Linked DNA regions of Sus scrofa: regions 1 and 2 are each linked to region 3. The links are chromatin contacts, called in public HiChIP or PLAC-seq maps. All regions are on one chromosome and are shown on one strand. Each heading gives the region's core, a stretch centred on a gene start, on an enhancer-like site or on the middle of the called end of the contact. The rest is flanking DNA. Distances are from core to core; before and after follow the strand shown. Region 1 holds the start of C6H1orf122. Region 2 holds the start of GNL2 (nucleolar GTP-binding protein 2). Region 3 holds the start of CDCA8 (borealin).

What was found. HiChIP or PLAC-seq counts read pairs in DNA pulled down with a chosen protein or histone mark.
Region 1: an H3K27ac HiChIP or PLAC-seq map of alveolar macrophages shows a contact between it and region 3. The contact joins the promoter of C6H1orf122 here to the promoter of CDCA8 in region 3. A contact is called at or near these places in 1 of 5 promoter capture datasets (liver), 9 of 47 Hi-C or Micro-C datasets (embryonic fibroblasts, epiblast stem cells, fetal heart ventricle and 4 more) and 1 of 2 datasets of contacts at active chromatin or transcription factors (alveolar macrophages).
Region 2: an H3K27ac HiChIP or PLAC-seq map of alveolar macrophages shows a contact between it and region 3. The contact joins the promoter of GNL2 here to the promoter of CDCA8 in region 3. A contact is called at or near these places in 3 of 5 promoter capture datasets (fetal liver, fetal skeletal muscle and liver), 10 of 47 Hi-C or Micro-C datasets (alveolar macrophages, embryonic fibroblasts, epiblast stem cells and 5 more) and 2 of 2 datasets of contacts at active chromatin or transcription factors (alveolar macrophages and skeletal muscle).

What each region holds. Positions count from the first base shown.
Region 1 is chr6:93,832,484-93,835,183 of Sscrofa11.1, reverse strand. C6H1orf122 reads right to left here and starts at 1,418. Exons shown (of 3, transcript XM_021095979.1): 1 at 1,281-1,418; 2 at 989-1,190; 3 at 259-736. The coding sequence starts at 1,315. The coding sequence ends at 641. YRDC (yrdC domain-containing protein, mitochondrial) reads left to right here and starts at 1,408. Exons shown (of 5, transcript XM_021095978.1): 1 at 1,408-1,932; 2 at 2,475-2,589. The coding sequence starts at 1,541.
Region 2 is chr6:93,644,649-93,647,408 of Sscrofa11.1, reverse strand. GNL2 (nucleolar GTP-binding protein 2) reads left to right here and starts at 1,429. Exons shown (of 16, transcript XM_021095967.1): 1 at 1,429-1,645. The coding sequence starts at 1,582.
Region 3 is chr6:93,749,354-93,752,070 of Sscrofa11.1, reverse strand. It overlaps CDCA8 (borealin), which reads right to left and starts at 1,377. Exons shown (of 11, transcript XM_021095971.1): 1 at 1,227-1,377; 2 at 953-1,065; 3 at 686-814. The coding sequence starts at 1,049. It overlaps C6H1orf109, which reads left to right and starts at 1,475. Exons shown (of 5, transcript XM_021095972.1): 1 at 1,475-1,774; 2 at 1,950-2,227. The coding sequence starts at 1,953.

The DNA of each region.
Region 1 (2,700 bases), core at 169-2,668, 83 kb before region 3:
TGCTTAATTGCTCATTTTGTAAAAACTTAATATTGTACTTTAAAATATCTGCTAAGAAGTGAAAATTTAACTTTTTGGAATTGAAAAAGCAATATTAAATACTAATGAAATCCTAATTAAATGCTTATTTAAACCTGGTAGTATCTGTGGCATTTTTTTCCCATCCCTGCCCATGGTTGTCCATTTTCAACCGCTTCCCCCCATCCCCAGGCATCAAAGTCTTAGACAGGGGACAGAAAGGAAAAGGTCGGTCACCAGGAGAGTCTGCAGGTTTCCTTTTAATCAAGGCTCTGCTAAAAGTGTTTCCTGGGGCTAAGAGCCCCCAAAGCATGAAATGGACATGTAACACCACCTGGATCCCACAAAGCAGGCCAGACCACTCTGGCAAGCACTGCTGGCCTGCCCAAATCCGGATAATCAGACTGGGTATTCGCTGGCTACATTTCAAAGCTCAGCACTGCCTTCGGCCAGGATGAAGTGGGAGTGAACCCAGCTGCCAGCAGAGCTGCCACCCCAGGCTGAGAGCCAAATACCAGCCACTGCCAGTGAAGACTGGCCCCTTTATTGAAAGGGAGTTGTTCAGAGTCCAGCCACCAGCCCCGGGGAGGGAGAGAAGTCAGGGCGCCCCGCTCGGAGATGGTCAGGGCTCCGCAGCTCCATCGCCAGCATCCTTTGGAAAGCCACCTCTGGTGGAGACAGCTGGCTGGGAGGGCGCTCCAGGTTTGGCTGAGACGTTCTGATTGGAACAGGTTGGGGGGGGGAAAAAAAAGTGAGGCTGGGAAGAAAGGCCCTGGATTAGGCCCCCGCAAGAGATGGCCACTTGGCATCTGGATAGCACTTAACTTTTTCAAAGCCTCTCATCCAGATGAAAGGCAGTGGGGGTAAAGCGGTGGGGACACTCTTCCACCCTCCAGGGAAAGCTAGGGCTAGCAAGTGCGGCCAGTGGGTAGTCCCCACCTCCCAGGCCCAGCCCGGGGTGGGCACTGACCCCGCCACCAGCCGGCTCCGGGCGCCGGCGGCCCAGCTGCCGCAGCATCTCCTCGCAGGCGGCGATGGTGTCCAGGAGCTGCCGCTGCCGCTGCTCCACCGCGTCCAGCAGCTGCTGGGCGCGCTCATCCCGGGGCGGCTGCGGGGGTGGCCTCCCGCCGAGCCCCAGCCCCGCCTTCCCACGGTCCACGCCGGCAGCCTCCCTGCCCGGGAGAGAGCGAGACAGACGGTCAGGGCCGGCGCTTGCGCGGGGTCAGAGCCCCTTCCCCCCTCCCCGACGGGCCCCCTCTCACCCCCGTGACCAGTCTGAGCCCGGGCCCCATTCCATCTCCGCCTGCGCGGCCCGACCACCGCCCCCCTTTCGGCCGCCCCCCCTCCCCAGCGCTGCGCCAGGGCTCCGCAAAGCTGCGCCCCGCCCCGTCCCCACCGGTCTCCTTCAATCCTCCTGGGGGTCGCGGTCCCTTTAAGTTGCCCGGCGCGGAGGTGGGGCCGAGCTTCTCGAACCGGAAGCTGAGTGGGCGCGTCACTTCCTCCCGGAAGTGGGTCTGGGCGGATGTCTCCGGCGCGTCCGTGCAGGGGGCTGAGGGCCGCGGTGGCTGCCAGCATGGGGTTGAGCGAGGGGCCGGCGGGCTCCGCCCGGAGCGGGCGTCTCCTCCGCCCGCCGAGCCCCGCTCCGGCAGCGCCGGGGGCCCGGCTGTTGCGGCTCCCAGGGAGCGGGGCCGTGCGGGCCGCAAGCCCGGAGCGCGCCGGCTGGACCGAGGCACTGCGGGCCGCCGTGGCCGAGCTGCGCGCCGGCGCCGTGGTGGCCGTTCCCACCGATACGCTGTACGGCCTGGCCTGCTCCGCGAGCTGCTCAGAAGCACTGGGCGCCGTGTACCTCGCCAAGGGCCGCAGCGAGACCAAGCCGCTGGCCGTATGCCTGGGCCGCGTGGCCGACGTCTACAGGTGAGGCCGCCCCGACCCGGCCCCGCTGGGGGCGGCACCGCGGGAGGGGTTTCCGGTGACAGGCTTGGGAGACTGAGGCGCAGAGAGCGGGAGGGGCTTGTCCATGCTCACCCAGGAATCCGGAACTGGAAACGTGTGCGAAGCACTTGGCGTCTGCCAGCCTTAAACGAGCTCGGGGGCGCACCGATAATTGAGGCAGTAGGGGTCCCTATTCTGACGCTTTCGTGGTAATGGGGGGGGGGGACTGCCACGGTTTAAGAAAAAAGCGGGGGACCACATTGCTTAGTTTAATAGTGCCATGAAGAAAGTAAAACATGGAGCGTGAAAGCGCTGTAGCTCGGAGACGAGAGGCATGTGGGCTCCAAGCTTGGGATGCTCCACTGGTGCCCTACCTTCTGCTCAAATTCTTGGGGGCTTGAAGAAAAAAGACAGGTGGATCCCCTTGTAGTCGCTAGGGTCACCTTTTCTAGATCTCCCTAGAGTCTGGAATAGGACCAGCAGTGCCTTTCGTTTGGTTGGATTTGTGCCCACTTTGTTCCCAGGTACTGCCATGTGAGAGTACCTGAGGGGCTCCTGAACGACCTGTTGCCAGGACCAGTGACCCTGGTGATGGAACGCTCAGAAGAGCTCAACAAGGACCTGAACCCCTTCACTCCCGTGAGTCAGGTTCTCTTGTGTCCCCAGACTCTTGCCATTTGGCTTTTGCTAGGATCCAAGTCAGACCCATTGCCCACCCCTTCCAGCCTTTCTGATGATGCCCTTTCCCTT
Region 2 (2,760 bases), core at 180-2,679, 100 kb after region 3:
GAGATATTCCCATCTGCTAGTGACTAAATGTTATGTATTGACAAAACTTATGTATTGAAACTCTAATCCCTGATGTGATGGTATTGGGAGGATAATTAGGTTTAGATGAGGTCATGAGGATGCAGCCCATGATGGGATTAGTGCCCTTCTAAGGAGAGGAAGAGACCAGTGACCTTCCCCTTTCCCCAGCCTGTGAGGATACAGTGAGAAGATAGATGTCTACAAGCTAGGAAGAGAGTTCTCACTAGGAACCAAACCATGCGGGCACCCTGACCTTTGACTTCCCAGCCCCCAGCATGATGAGAAATCAATGTTTGTGGTTTAAGCCACTCAGTCTATGGTATTTTTTTATAGCAGCCCTAGCTAAGATGTCATCCATTCATTCCTTCATTCAGTGAATATGTATTTAGTCCTTACTATATTTCAAGGTTTTTTTGAAGTCTTGTAGACACAGCAGTGAACAAACTTTTGAGGTCTCTACTCTCAAGAAGCTTGCAATCCAGTTTGGGGGAAGCAGCCGATAAACTTGGAAACAACCTAATTTCAAGTAAGAATAAGTGCCATGAAATAAATACAACCAAATACTATAAGCGAATAACTACAGAAGAATGGGAGATGGCTGAGTTAGACCAATTAGACAGGAAAGACTTCTCCCAGAAGAAAGGGTTGCCGGATAAAATACAGGATGCCCAATTAAATTTGAATTTCATATAAATAATAAACATGTTTAGTATAAGTATGTCCCAAATATTGCCTGGGGCATACTTATACTAAAATATATTCCATTGTTTATCTGGAATTCAAATTTAACTGGGGAAAGAATAACAAATTTAATTGGGCAATCCTGTTTTTTTATTTGCTAACACTTGCAACCCTACCAGTAGGTGACATTTGAGCTAAGAACTGAAAGATCAGAAGGAACTAGCTATGCAAAGGTTTAGGGAAATGATGATTCAGGCAGAAGGAACAGCCAGTGTAAATGTCAGAATAACCAGAAGGAGGGAGGTACAAATGAGGTCAAGTAAATACGCAGGGACCAGATCATGCAGAATTCTGCAGGAATGGCCAAGAGTTTAAATCTCTCTCTCTTTCTCTCTCTCTGGAATTTTAAGAAGGGTGACAAGATCTAGTTGGTATTTAGCTGCTGTGTGGTCGGCGACGTTTGGAAGGGCTTAGAGGACAAATTCAGAAGATAATTAAACTCAAGCTTGTGTCATTGACCTGGGAAGAGGCACCTAAGTTTGTGCGTGGACTCCACTAGCGGTTCTAGGCCGCGCGTCCTGGGTAACCAGGCGGTTGCTATGGAATGTAGCTTGGCGGTTGCTAGGGAGAAAGCGAGGCGGGGCTGGACGCAAGGAAACATCTAAGAGGCCGGCGCGGGGGCGGAGCCAGGAGTGCGGCGGCGCGCGTTCGCCGGAAGTCGTTCGGGGGAAGCACGGGGTGCGAGCGGAAGTGACGTCGGCCTGCGCACGCGGTCCAGCGTAGTTCGAGCGGGTGACCTCGGTTCGTTTTGGGAAGTTAAGAGCTGTTTTACCTGACACAGGCCGGACCCAGCACTCCGGTCCCCGTCCCTTCGGCAAGATGGTGAAGCCCAAGTACAAAGGACGGAGTACTATCAACCCTTCTAATGCCAGCACAAATCCCGGTACAGGCAGCGGGGCTCGCGGAGGGTGGGGCTTTGGAGGAAGCTTGGGGGGAGGGACGCCGGGTGGTTTTACATGAACTGAGCTCAAGCAAAGTGGCCTTTGAGGATGAGAAGGAGGATAATTCCTTGTTCGGAGGCCCTGAGGAGGGCTGACTCTGGCACGTCCGTCAAGACTAGATGCCAGGCAATGGGTCTAAAGCCGGGAGAAGTGAACACTCAGGCCTGGCAGTCTTAGGGCGTCTCCGACTGAGAGGTGCAAGCTCCGAGTTGTCAGGGGGCTCTTAAATGTGACTTCTTGTGTTCCTGTGTGTGTCACGTGTTGAAGCCCCTTCCCCAATATAGTTCAGTCTTGTATGAGTCCAGCTCTCCAGCTCAAGGAATTACTAAAAGTAAATTAGATGAAATCAAGACTAAAAGGGATGTAGCCCGACCCAGCTGGCCTTTTGCACTGGCCCACACTTGCCTGCCACCTTTGCTTTGACCATTGAAATGAGAAAGAAATTGTAGATTTGGCTCTTGGGGTCGTCCCGTCTGGTAAAGTGCATAGAAAACGCTGCAGATAAATCACTACAGTCATTTCAGTAAAGATGTTTTTTAAGATGTGTGTGAGGTTCCACCACAAGATGAACAAGATAACTTTGGGGGGAGTCCCTTCCATTCGGGTTTGGTTAATAAAATGTATTAAGATATGGCTTAAAGGTTTTTTTTAAATTTTGATTCATGTTGAATGTTTTCCCTAGATTGCTGATAAATTATTCCGCTGGTGTAGACTGGAATTTTACAGTTAGACCCGATAAGGCCGTTACAGACCAAGACATGATAGATGAAGAGACCTAGCCAAAATAGGGCAAGTGGCTTGTCACAGTTGGTACAGTTAGTGAGTAGTAGAGCCACCAGTCCTGTGATTTCAGTCTGTTTTCTACTGCATCACTTCAGGAGTAGACAGGTGACTTGAGAAGCCAGGCCAGTATGCTCATTTGTCCTTTTTCTCTCTGAGGTGTAAGGCAAGAATTACTATTTATTTGCTGTTGATTACACTGAGATCAAACATTGGGAAATGAAAAAGCTGGTACATTAGGAACATATATGTATTAGAATCATAGTCTTCATGATGC
Region 3 (2,717 bases), core at 128-2,627:
TGCTGGCCTACGCCACAGCCATAGCCATGCAGGATCTGAGTCCTGTCTTCAACCTACACCACAGCTCATGGCAACACCAATCCTTAACCCACTGAGTGGGGCCAGGGATCCAAACTGCATCCTCATGGATACTAGTCAGATTCGTTACCACTGAGCCACAGTGGGAACTCCCTGATCTGCCCATTTTAAAACTGGCAATTTCCATAAGCAGAAGGACCTGCTTGGGGTTATCCTTCCACCTGAGCTCTGGTAACAGACCAAGTTATTCATTTGTTTGTTTTTAAATGGTTGGATCAAAAAAAAAAAATCTTATAATGTGAATCCACATTTTAGTATGTCCATAAATACATGTTTATTGGAATACAGCTGTGCCCATTCATTACAGCTGTTTCGGAACTATCACAGCAGAGATGAGTAGTTTTCAATGAGAACCATTTGGCCCATAAAGCCTAAAATATTTACTACCCGATTCTGTAGAGAAAATGTTTGTTTGCCTACCTGCACAAGTAGATGAGGTTAAAAGCAAAGGAGAAAAATAAAGCAAGGCAGTGAGACAGAGTGGGGATGGGTAAGGTTGCAGTTTCCTACAGGGATCTTGGACGACTTCAGGATGAAGATGAAGGCTGTCATTGGAACCACAGAAGGGCTCCAGGTCGAGGCCTGGGGAAACTCTAGCAGCTCTTACCGAAGTACTCGAGCCAGTTCATCTCGCGCAGTGCCTTGGGGAGTCGCAGGATCTCGATGTTGTACAGGTTATCCATCTCCTTGAGGAGGTTCTGCCTGTCTGACTGAATTTGCTTGGATCGTATTTGCACTGCAAGAGGGCAGAGCGGACAAGACGTGGGTCACCAGTGGGCAAACGGGGCCTGGAATCCGTGCGGCCTGCGCCCCAACCCGCCAGCACCCCGCGATTGTCCCAGATGCCAGCGACCTCCCGGGCTCCGCCCCTTACCTTCACGGTCGAAGTCTTTAAGAAAGGAAGCGAGCTTTCGGCTCCGTAGCGAGTTGTTCTTGGCCACCCGACTGCCGCCTTTCCTAGCCGGAGCCATGGCACTTCGCTGGAGACTGCGGGGAGAGAGGGGCCAAGCCAAAGGGTGTCAGCGGCGGAGAAAGGGAGGGAAAGGGGGCCGCGAAGGAGCAGGAGAGGGCGGAGGACACCCCAGGGGGGTTGGAAGGGGACCCCTGCCCTTCCCGGCATGAGCATAAACGATTCGCGAGGCACTCACCTGTGGGCCCCGGTAATAGGGGCTGAGAAAACCCTGGCTGCTTCAGCTGAGAGGGAGCGGCTCCGGGACTAACCGGACGTGCGACCGCCGCCACCAAATTCAAACTGCCACAAGCTGACCAATGAGAAGCCGCCGTCTTAGAGGGTCCCACAACAGCCAATCGCAGGGACGCTCTGCGATCGGCCAGTCAATTCACACGCAGGACTACAGCACCCAGAAGTCATTGCAGTTTGACGGCATATTTTCGCGACTCTGTAGCCACGTTGGGGCATGCGCAAAGAGAGTCCCTAAGGCTCTTGAGGGCCTAGAGAGGTCCTCAGACTTTAACTGCCTTAGCTTTAACTTTTGCCGCTGGTTTAGGGAAGGCGAGCCGTAACTTCATGGAGAGGAGACAAGGTTCGGGTTCAGGAAACTCGAGACGGCCCGGGAAACCCACAGTCTGAAACAGAAAACTACCCGAAGCCGGATGAGCCTCCTGCGAGGAATAGTCAAGAAATCTTTCCCGAGGTGGGAAATAAGGGTCCTGCCTTCCGAGAGCCTGTGTAAAGGTAAGACAACCCCTCACTCTAGAAACTCCCGTCGGGAGGGATAGACAGCTACCTGAGGAAACCCTGGGTTAGCTGGACCTCACTTGAGAACGGAAATAACTCCTACCGACTTGGTACTTCCCCTACCGACTTGGGACTCTAGGGCTGTGTCTTTTTTTTTTTTTTCCTCCCACAGAAGATGACTCAAGTTGGGCCTTTGCTTGCCGTGCAGGAGGCCCTAAGGAAGTGCTTTCTCGTGGTGGAGGAGCAGCAAGGCCTGTGGCAGAGCGTTCTTAAGGACTGCCCGCCGCTCCTGGCCTCCCTCAGTAACCTGGCAGAGCAGCTGCAGGCCGCACAAAATCTGCGATTTGAAGATGTGCCGGCACTTCGGGCCTTCCCAGACTTACAGGAGCGGCTGAGACGCAAGCAGCTGGCGGCTGGTGACATTGTCCTGGACAAGCTAGAGGAGAGGCTGTAAGAGGTTTAGTGGCTCTGTTCTTGGTGGAAAGATTTTAAAGCTAGGTGTTTAGAAAACTAGGATCAGTTAGAAGGATGTTTTTCTCCTTACTTGAGAGCTTTGTATTTGGGGATGTGTCAACCTTACGTGCTTTTCATCTGTTGCAATGGGACCTCTGTCAAAAAGCCACTTTCTGACATTTCTTTTGTCAGGCTAGGGGTGGCAATGGTGGACTTCGTAAAAGTTACCAAAGCAGAACAGAAAAACAGTGGAGAAAGCTTATTAGCCCTCCTCTGTAAGTTTTTCTTTGGTAAAAAGCAGCAAAGAGCTGTACTATAAACTTAGTGGGTGCCAGAGCTGAGGGTTTTACGTCCATTATCCGTAAAATCTTTTCTGCACCTCTATGACTTAACCTCACTTAATCTCATTTTTCCGGTGAGGCAGCTGAGGCCCAAGCAGATTGCCTGTGGTCCTGCAATTAGTAAATGGTAAAGCTGGGATTCTCAT